Regions from separate parts of the Mus musculus genome. Here region 2 is linked to region 1. The links are chromatin contacts, called in public Micro-C maps. All regions are on one chromosome and are shown on one strand. The core of a region is the stretch at or near the end of the contact, and the rest is flanking DNA. Distances in the headings are between cores, read along the strand shown. Region 1 overlaps Dscam (DS cell adhesion molecule). Region 2 has its middle 84 kb from the start of Bace2.

Region 1 (4,431 bases), core at 419-2,918:
ATAGGATACCAGTCAGTTCCCATGAGACCAAGTGCTATGAGAAGAATAAATGTGGTCCTGAAACTTAAGCTTCTTGTGAGTCCCTGTAGTAACTCCTTTTTCATTGTCTGCCATGCTGTGACCAGATTAAGAGGCTCTCATCAGGAATAGCAGCCCTCAAAAACGTGAGCTAAGTAAACTTCTTTGAGGAAAAAAAAGCCTGTGGCTTCAGGTACTTAGTTAAGCAACAGACAAGAAATTAACTAATTCTTCATGTATTTATGTTTCAAAGGAATTTTACCATGCAAAATCCAGTCTTGCAATCTCTGCCTTATGACTAGCATGACTTGAATGTTTACATGTGATGCCAGCACTCAATATCTTTACATTTAATTTCATAGTGTTGTTCTTTCATTCTTCATTATGTCTGATCTCTGCTCATTATTTTATTTTCTTCTTTGTTTGGAATCATTATTGTTATAGATTTATTTTTATATGTATGAGTGTTTTGCAAGCACTTATATCTATGTACCATGTGTGTACAGTGATTACATAATTCAGAAGAGGATATCAGATCCCCTGGAACTGAGGTTACAGTTGGTAGTGAGATGCTATTGGGTGCGGAGAATAGAACTCAAGTCCTCTGCAAGAGCATCCAGTGCTCTAAACTACTGAGCTGCCTCTCCAGTAGCAAGTTTAAGATTTTTTTTTTTAATGAGTACTATTTCCCTTCTTGGTTGACTTTTTCACTATTACCCTTTGGTTAAATATTTTAATATTGCTTCAGATTTAATAGTATATATATCTTTAGCTCATCATCATCCCCAGAAGGGTGGTATTATGCCATGACATGCTTTGTAAAAGAATTGTGTTATTAGATTTTCCTGACTTTATGCTGTTTTAATGCTGTCAGATATTTCCTTTCTGCACACTACACAAGACCTCGGTGTCCTCTGTGCTTAAATACTCAGTTACACTCTCAATGATGTAAAGTTAGTACAAAGAGACATCAAAGATAGGTAAATTGTTTCTAAACTGGCAAAGCACTATTCTTGCACACCCAAAATGTATGCATTAAGTGCAGCAAGAGAAGCAGTGGTCAGGAACTTGATAAGCTCCCAGGGAATGGCTTATCAGGGTTCCTGCTGAAAGTGGGCACTGGGATGATAAATGTGGGAGGTCAGGGTTGACTCTGGTTGAGAAGATAGGCCTAAGAAGAGCTCTGCTAATCATTAATATAGAAGGGACTCTTCATCATTATCTGTCCACTTTGATGGCTCTCTCCGCAGCTCATGCTTGCACACCTATGAATGAAACTGCTATGCACACACACACACACACACACACACACACACACACACACACACAGAGAGAGAGAGAGAGAGAGAGAGAGAGAGATTTCTGTGTCCTCCATCAGGAAACAGGAGACAGTACAAAGGCAAATCACAGACTGGCTGGTTCTTGCTCATCCAGGGCCCAGTCCTGGGAGCTGCGGGTTTGTGTGTTTGTACCTTTCCAAATGTTTCCCATTTGTTTTGTTATTGGTTCAGATAAATGACCCCTGCTTCTCCATCTGGGCCATAAGTTGATGTCATTAGCTCCAGTTTGCTCCGGAGGAAGCATTGCTGGACATGTTTACCTTTCCTGAGCTCCAACAACTCACTGCTGTTTGCTAACTGGCACACAGAGGCAGGCAAGGGACAGTAATATGACAGAGGCCCATGTGTACCCAGCCTTTGGACAAGGAAGTGTTTTATGTTAGAATTAATATTTCAAGTTAATGAGGCATAGTAAGTGGAAACACCTCCACTTTCAGGCACCTAAGCCTGAGTCAACGTCATACAAAGACTGTAAAAACCAGAGGTTAGAGAGAATCAGGGTAAAACAGGACAGGTCTGTTACATTCACGGAGGCAGAGTAGCTGTGGTTGTCTATATAAGACCTGTACATGATCAAGACATCCAACATTTGAGCATGGAAGGGGAGCATATCACAACCCACTTCCCCCTCCAAGACTGAGGAGATATTGGCAGCCGATAGTTACTCAAGGAGGGAGAGTAGGTTTTCCCCAAGAGTGCTGTGTGATAAGTTGATTGTGGTCCAGAGGATGGCCCTTTACCCATGTATATATGGGGCAACACTAATTGGACTCAGTGGGATATATGTATGTCTGTGTGTGTGTGTGTGTATATATATACATATATATATGATGTATATGATGTATACATATGTATATGATATATATGTGTGTGTGGTGTGTATATATATGAGGATGTTTGGGTGGATACAGGAGGAACTGGAGGAAAAATCGGGTAGGGGCAAAAATCTCCCAATATATTATACACATGTATTATATTTCCAAAGGATAACTTTAAAACTAAAACAAACTGCAGAGCATTGATGAGAATGTGAATTCCATGCTGTGAAAAAGAAAAGTGAGGGTGCACTGGATCATTCCAGAATAATCCCAACAGCAGCCTAGAGGGACAATTCTGTTGGGTGACATAGGAGACCCCATGAAAGAGAACCCCTTCAGCTCCATTCAGCCTCACTCTCTGAAGCCCGTGGAGGATAATGCGACTCTGTCTTTATATGCACCAGGAGCAGCATTCGAAAGCATTCGATAAATAATCTAAAGATTACGGTAGGTGGTGGGAGAGTTGCTCGGTTGCCAGGCACAGGCTCAGCCTGTGAGGGCGCCTGTGTTCAGCCCCTAGTACTGAAGAATAATTAAATGAATGGAAATAAAGGATCAATGCAAACATAATGTGTTCATAACAGAAAGCAAGATTAATTAAGGAAAGACCTTGGGGGGACGTGGGTGTCCGAGTTTCAAGCTCAGACTAACAAAGACATTGTGTCAGTTCCTAGTGCACCAACAGCATCCAAGCTATGAAGCTATACCAAAGGGACCCCAGTCACACTGGTACTACATCACTCCCTTCAGAGCTTCGGTATCTGAAGTAAGCGGTTGGTTCTGTGACAAAGTTAGAGGAAACTGAAGAGAGGGGCAAGGGTGATAGCTCAGTGGGTAAAGTGCTTGCTGCATGAGGCTAACGCTCTGTGTTGGGATCCTTAGGCCCTGTGTAAAACCTGGGTGTGGTAGCACATCCTTGCAATCCCATGGCCAAGGGTCAGGGGAGCAGAGGCAGGCAGGTACCTGGAGCTTACTAACCAGCTAGCCTATACAAATCACTGATCTTTTTTTTTTTTTTTCCATTTTTTATTAGGTATTTAGCTCATTTACATTTCCAATGCTATACCAAAAGTCCCCCTTACCCACCCACCCCCACTCCCCTACCCACCCACTCCCCCCCTTTGGCCCTGGCGTTCCCCTGTACCGGGGCACACAAAGTCTGCGTGTCCAATGGGCCTCTCTTTCCAGCAAATCACTGATCTTAAGGCTCATTAAGTGACCCTATCTTAAAGGATCACCCATGGAAGGAGTTACAGAGACAAAGTTTGGAGCTGAGACAAAAGGATGGTCCATCTAGAGACTGCCATATCCAGGGATCCATCCCATAATTAGCCTCCAAGCGATGACACCATTGCATACACTAGCAAGCCTTTGTTGCAAGGATGGTGATATAGCTGTCCCTTGTGAGACTAGGCCGGGGCCTAGCAAACACAGAAGTGGATGCTCACAGTCAACTATTGGATGGACCACAGGGCCCCCAATGAAGGAGCTAGAGAAAGTATCCAAGGAGCTAAAGAGATCTGCAACCCTATCGGAGGAACAACATTATGAACTAACCAGTACCCCAGAGCTCTTGACTCTAGCTGCATATGTATCAAAAGATGACCTAGTCGGCCATCACTGGAAAGAGAGGCCCATTGGTCAGGCAAACATTATATGCCCCAGTACAGGGGAATGCCAGGGCCAAAAAATGGGAATGGATGGGTAGGGGAGTGGGGGAGGGAGGGGGGTACTTTTTGGGTTAGCATTGGAAATGTAATTGAAGAAAATTCGTAATAAAAAAGAAAAAAAAAGATTGAAGGAGTCTAAGGAAGATACCCAATGTCAATGTTCAGGCATAGGTACATGGACCACTCTTATCCACAGCACCAAAACCACACAAAACAACTGAGCATTCAGCATTGAACCAGTTGGCCTGATGGAAATACCAAGTCGGAAATCCTGGGTCCAGTCTGAAATATGAGGTCTTCCTTTAGTTGTATTTTGTAGAACATAATAAAATGATCTTAGCAGCTTGCTAAGATGCTCAGCTGTCAAAGGCATGCAGGGTGTCTCCACCTGTCAGGCTATGGGGTCCCTACCCAAACTTCATTTGCTTTACTTTAGGATTTGACATATTGCATGCTCCCAGTTCCTGGTTAAAGCCAACCTTCTGCTATTTCTAAGTACATTCTTTACAGGTGTTGGAACTGAAGGAACAGGTAATATGAGTCACTGTTGAATGTATGGTTGCTTATATCAAAGTGATCATATTC
Region 2 (4,883 bases), core at 771-3,270, 220 kb after region 1:
AGGTGACCCACAGAATGGGAGAAAATGTTTATAAATATAAAATTCCATCATGGCGAGAAAGGCCTGGCAACAGACAAGGAGAGCTTGGAAGCAGGAACAAGACACTGGCTGATGACATTTTCATCCCATACAGGAAGCAGACAGAGAGAACAGGAAGTGGAGCACCACTAAAGGTGGCTCCCCGTGACACACTTCCTCCAGCAAGCCTGAACATCCTAAAGGTTCCATAACCTCCCCAAACAGCTTCACCAACTGGGGACAAAGCATTCAAACACCTGAACCTGTGGGGACGTTTCTCATTCAGACCACCAGATACCATCCCACACCTCCGGATGCTGTTGCCAAGGAGATAAAAGGTAAGAATAGACGGTGAGGTGGAAAAATTAGAACCTTTACACTTTACGGGTATTTAAAGTGCTGTGGTCTCTGCAGGAAACAGAATAGTTTCTTCATACTTTAAAAACAACCTGTGGTGTGACTCAGCAAATCCCACTGCTGGGTTTATACATAACATGTACTACACACCAATATTTGCAACCTACTCCTACTGGCATCAAAGCAGCTGCAGGATGGACCAAGTGTAGGAGCTGCCTGGGTGTTTGTTAGCAGAAGAGTTGATAAAGAAAATAGGGGCCAGTGAAATATCTCAGTAGGTAGTGGTGCTTGTGGCTAATCCCACTGAACTGTTTGAGCCACAGGACTCACATGGAGAAAGGAGAACACCAGTTCCTACAAGTTGTCACCTGACTTTCACATATGTACCACGGGTCACACATGCACACACAACCACACAAATACACACACAAACATACACACACATACACACACACAGACATATGCATACACACTTACACACACTTATACATATATGCATACACATATGAAATAAAAGAGAAAACATGAAATGTACTTTATGTATTACACTGATGGAATAGTCCCATCCATAAGAAAAAGGAAATGTTGCAATTTGTGCAATCAGATGAAAGACGACAGCAAGCCAGACAGAGAGAGACAAACACTGGCCAGTAGGGTGTGGCTTGGTGGTAGAGCACTTGCCTAGTACATGCAATGTTCTAAGTTCTACTATCCTACACACACACACACACACACACACACACACACACACACACACACGTAGGAAGCCAACTCTAAGATGGCGCCGGTTTCCGGTGTGCCGTTGTCATAATCATAAACAACATCAGCGCAGGTGTAAGCCCGAGTCTGGCGCCAACCCCTCTCGAGCGGGTACATGCTAATTAGGTGACAGGAAGGGGTAGGGCAGACTTGCAGGGAGAGGTGAGACTAGGGTTGGAAATCATATTGGTGTCATCTCGTGCCCCTAACAAAGCACAATGACTGAATCCTTTCTGACAGGGCAATCCCAGAATGTACAAAATTAGAGACAATCTGAGGATGTAACAACACAGCCAATTGTTCTGCTGTCCAGCATGGGTGACAACGTCCTGAAGAGTGCCTAACAGACCCCTAACTAGGACAGCACCTCTGGGTGCCTCGGGAACTCAGGCATTTTGATTACCCATGCTAGCATTTATTTGATGTCGTTGGTCTGGCTCAGAGCCCTTTTTATAACAATCTCACAAATCAGGTGTAAAGGAAAGAAAAATAAATAAATAGAAAAGCCACAGCAGGCACCCTCCCGAAGGCAGTGGCATTATTTTATAATGTTTGATTTTGAATTTTTAATGAAGGTAGAAGGAAGATGGACTCTGCATATCAGGGAAGTGAGCAGAAAGAACCTGTTCTGGAATAAACAGGTCAGCTGGAAGGTGGGAGAGGCTTAGGAACCCCCGTAGTCCAGGAGTGCACTTGCACGTAGCTGAACGAGGTTTGGCAGAAAGCCAGCGTTCAGGACAAGTTGGCTTCAAGAGCACAGAAGAAAGACGGGAGCTCCCACGGGTCATTTCTTGCTTGGGCTCCCGAGCCAGGCTCCCCTGCACAGCTCTGCAGCCCCTGCAGCTGCGCAGCTCTGCTCTTCTCTGCAGACACAGGAGGGAGCCATGCTTCTCCGCCACCTGCTGGTTGTTTCCTGAAATGCAGGGTACACCTGGCCATCAGCGGCTTCCTGATCCTTCATAGTCCACCCTATTTCCTCTCTTATCGAAAGCAAAAGGTGGCCCAGACAGCCCTCTCTGCCAGGATATTTCACATCTGGTTCCTCTCTTTCACATGGCATCTAAATCTCTGTGGTTCTGAAATATACACAGAACAGGGAATTGTAAGGTGGGTGGGTGGATAGTATTCTGTGATGTTGACTGCAGGAATTCCTCTTCAAGTTTCTCTCTCTCTCTCTCTCTCTCTCTCTCTCTCTCTCTCTCTCTCTCTCTCTCTCTCTCTCTCTCTCTCCCTCCCTCCCTCCCTCCCTCCCTCCCTCCCTCTCTCCCCACCCCCCTTTTTTGTTTTTTCGAGACAGGGTTTCTCTGTGTAGCCCTGGCTGTCCTGGAACTCACTTTGTAGACCAGGCTGGCCTCGAACTCAGAAATCCGCCTGCCTCTGCCTCCCAAGTGCTGGGATTAAAGGCGTGCGCCACCCTGCTCGGCTCTTTAAATCGTTTTTTTTTTCTTTTGTTTTTTTTTGTTTTTTTTTTTTTCCTTCCTTCCTTTTTAATAGCATGTTACAGTGTGATGTCCCTGCTCAGGGCTACAGTGGGCACTGATCAAATCCTGTCTCCATTTATAAAATTTGACTTTTCTTTTTTGTTTTAATTGTATTCTATTTTATAGGTGCAGTGTGTACAGCATACATGTTCACATATGTGCAGGAACATGTGTATATGGGCACAGGTGCATATGTGTGCACATGCACCTGTGTATGCACATCATGAGCGCATCAGGTGTCTTCCTCAATCACTCTTCACTTTTTGTTTAAGACATATTTTATTTTTAGTTATGAGTATGTGTGTATGGGGGTTGAGCACATGCCTGCAATGCCAGTGGAGGCCCCAGGCATCAGATCTCCTGGAGCTGGAGTTACAGGTAGCTGTGAACTCCTGACGTAGGTGCTGTGAACGTCCTGATGTAGGTGTTGGGAATCAAACTCGGATCCTCTGCAAGAGCAAACAATGCCCTTCATCACATTTTATTTTGAGGCAGTTTTTCCACTCATGCCCAGAGTTGGTCTAGCTAGCCAGGATTACTCCAACGATTCTCTGTTTTCACATTTTATGTGCTGGACTTTAAAAAATTGCCATAATTTCCATGGGTGCTGGGGATTTGAACTCAGGTCCTCTGACCACTAAGGCAAAGTTGCATATAGAATGCAGACAGCACTTTTTTTTTTCTGCATCTGGCTTATTTTATTTAACACAATGCCTTCCAGTTTCATCCATCTTGCCACAAATGACAGGGCTGTATTCTTTCTATGTCTAATCTAAATAGTATTCCACTAAAGTCACAATTTCTTTATCCACTTGTTTAGTTATTCACCCATGTTAATAAGCAATCTGGCTGTTGTGGGTAGTGCAGCAATAATCATAGATTTACAGGTGTCTCTTCCACAGACGGATTACATTTCCCCTGGATATATTTCCAGGGGTGGAAACGCTGGGTTATACAGAGAATCTATTTCTATTTTACTGAAGAGGCTCCATAGAGGTCTCCATAATGACTATATTAATTGACCAGAAATATTCACACTTTCTAACAAAGGACTGGAAAGCCCTGCCCTTTAGAAAAGTAAAATTTTTATGTCCTCAAATCTTCCTGGTTTTTGACACTGAAGGACAGTTTTCTCACTTGGAGTGAAGGATGCTGGGGGTGGGAATGGGAGTGAAGGATGCTGGGAGGTTGGGAGTAAAGGATGCTGGGGGAGTTGGGAGTGAAGGATGCTGGGAGGTTGGAAGTGAAGGATGCTGGGGGAGTTGGGAGTCTCCTTCTGATCCCACTTTTATACTCAGATTAACAACTGTGCTTTCTAGAAGCACCAGGGCTGGAAGGGGGTACAAGAAGAATAGGTCACCCCACACATATACTTCTCAGATTCACCTTGATCTTCTGAACAGGACACGTGGAAATATGAGTCATATCCAGTCTTATTTCCTACCTCCTAACCAAGAATTGCATGAGATCCAATGATCTGAGAGTAGGTCCTAGCCAGGGGCAGTGGAAAGCAGGTTTGGCTGACCTATCTGCTGGGAATGTCTCAGGGACAAGAAGAAGCAAAGGAAACCTGTCCGAAATGGGAAGTTACAAGTCAGTAGCCACCTCCACTGATCTCTGAGCTGGCTCTTTGCACTGTCAAGGTATTATCCAAAGCCAACATCCCCAGCTTCACTCAGCAACACTTGAGCTTTGCAGGAAGATGAGTAGTTTTCCTGTGCCTCTTGGGAGTGCTGTGCAGAGGACCTCTGCTGCTTGCTCCCTGTTGGCAGGTGGGGATTTTCATGGGGGTCCTGTCAATGATAATCTCTTCCTGCCCTTCTCCTTGCTGTCTGTTCCTGCGCATCCCTGCCTCTTTATTAGATTCTGGGGTCTCCTCATCTGCTCTACTGGTAAGAGGATTCTCCCAGTCAGCCTCTCGACCTTCCTATGCTGTCCATTCCCAAGAAAGCTGAGAAAGACTGGCTCTGCCAACAGAGGGGTGGGGACAGTTCTTTATACAACAACAAAGTTATCTGCACACCCAGGCTGATGGTACTGAGACCCTGTACTCCCTCTTGAACTCACATTACAAGAGATGGGGTTGAAGAGATAGCTCAGCAGTTAAAAGCACTTGCTGCTCTTGTAGAGGACCAGAGTTCAATTCCCAGCACCTGCCTCAGGTGGCTCACAACCATTTATAACTCTACTTACAGGGGATCTAGCATCATTTTATTGGTATTCTCAGGCACCTACATGCCATATGCATATAAACACACACACACACCT

What was found. Hi-C and Micro-C count contacts between places; a contact is called where the count stands out from the background.
Region 2: a contact with region 1 is called in a Micro-C map of the AtT-20 cell line, with 3 times the contacts expected there. The contact joins two enhancer-like sites. A contact is called at or near these places in 6 of 484 Hi-C or Micro-C datasets (the AtT-20 cell line, cortical neurons, embryonic stem cells and 3 more).

What each region holds. Positions count from the first base shown.
Region 1 is chr16:97,050,878-97,055,308 of GRCm38.p6, forward strand. All of the region lies in intron 2 of Dscam (DS cell adhesion molecule), which reads right to left. Among named protein-coding and RNA genes, the nearest start is that of Dscam, 120 kb to the right of the region's middle. Within about 2 kb of position 1,669, at least 4 of the 459 cell types and tissues checked have an H3K27ac peak or open chromatin away from gene starts, as enhancers often do. A contact at or near this core is called in the AtT-20 cell line, where this site is marked.
Region 2 is chr16:97,270,446-97,275,328 of GRCm38.p6, forward strand. No RefSeq gene overlaps it. Among named protein-coding and RNA genes, the nearest start is that of Bace2, 84 kb to the right of the region's middle. Within about 2 kb of position 2,021, at least 38 of the 459 cell types and tissues checked have an H3K27ac peak or open chromatin away from gene starts, as enhancers often do. A contact at or near this core is called in the AtT-20 cell line, where this site is marked.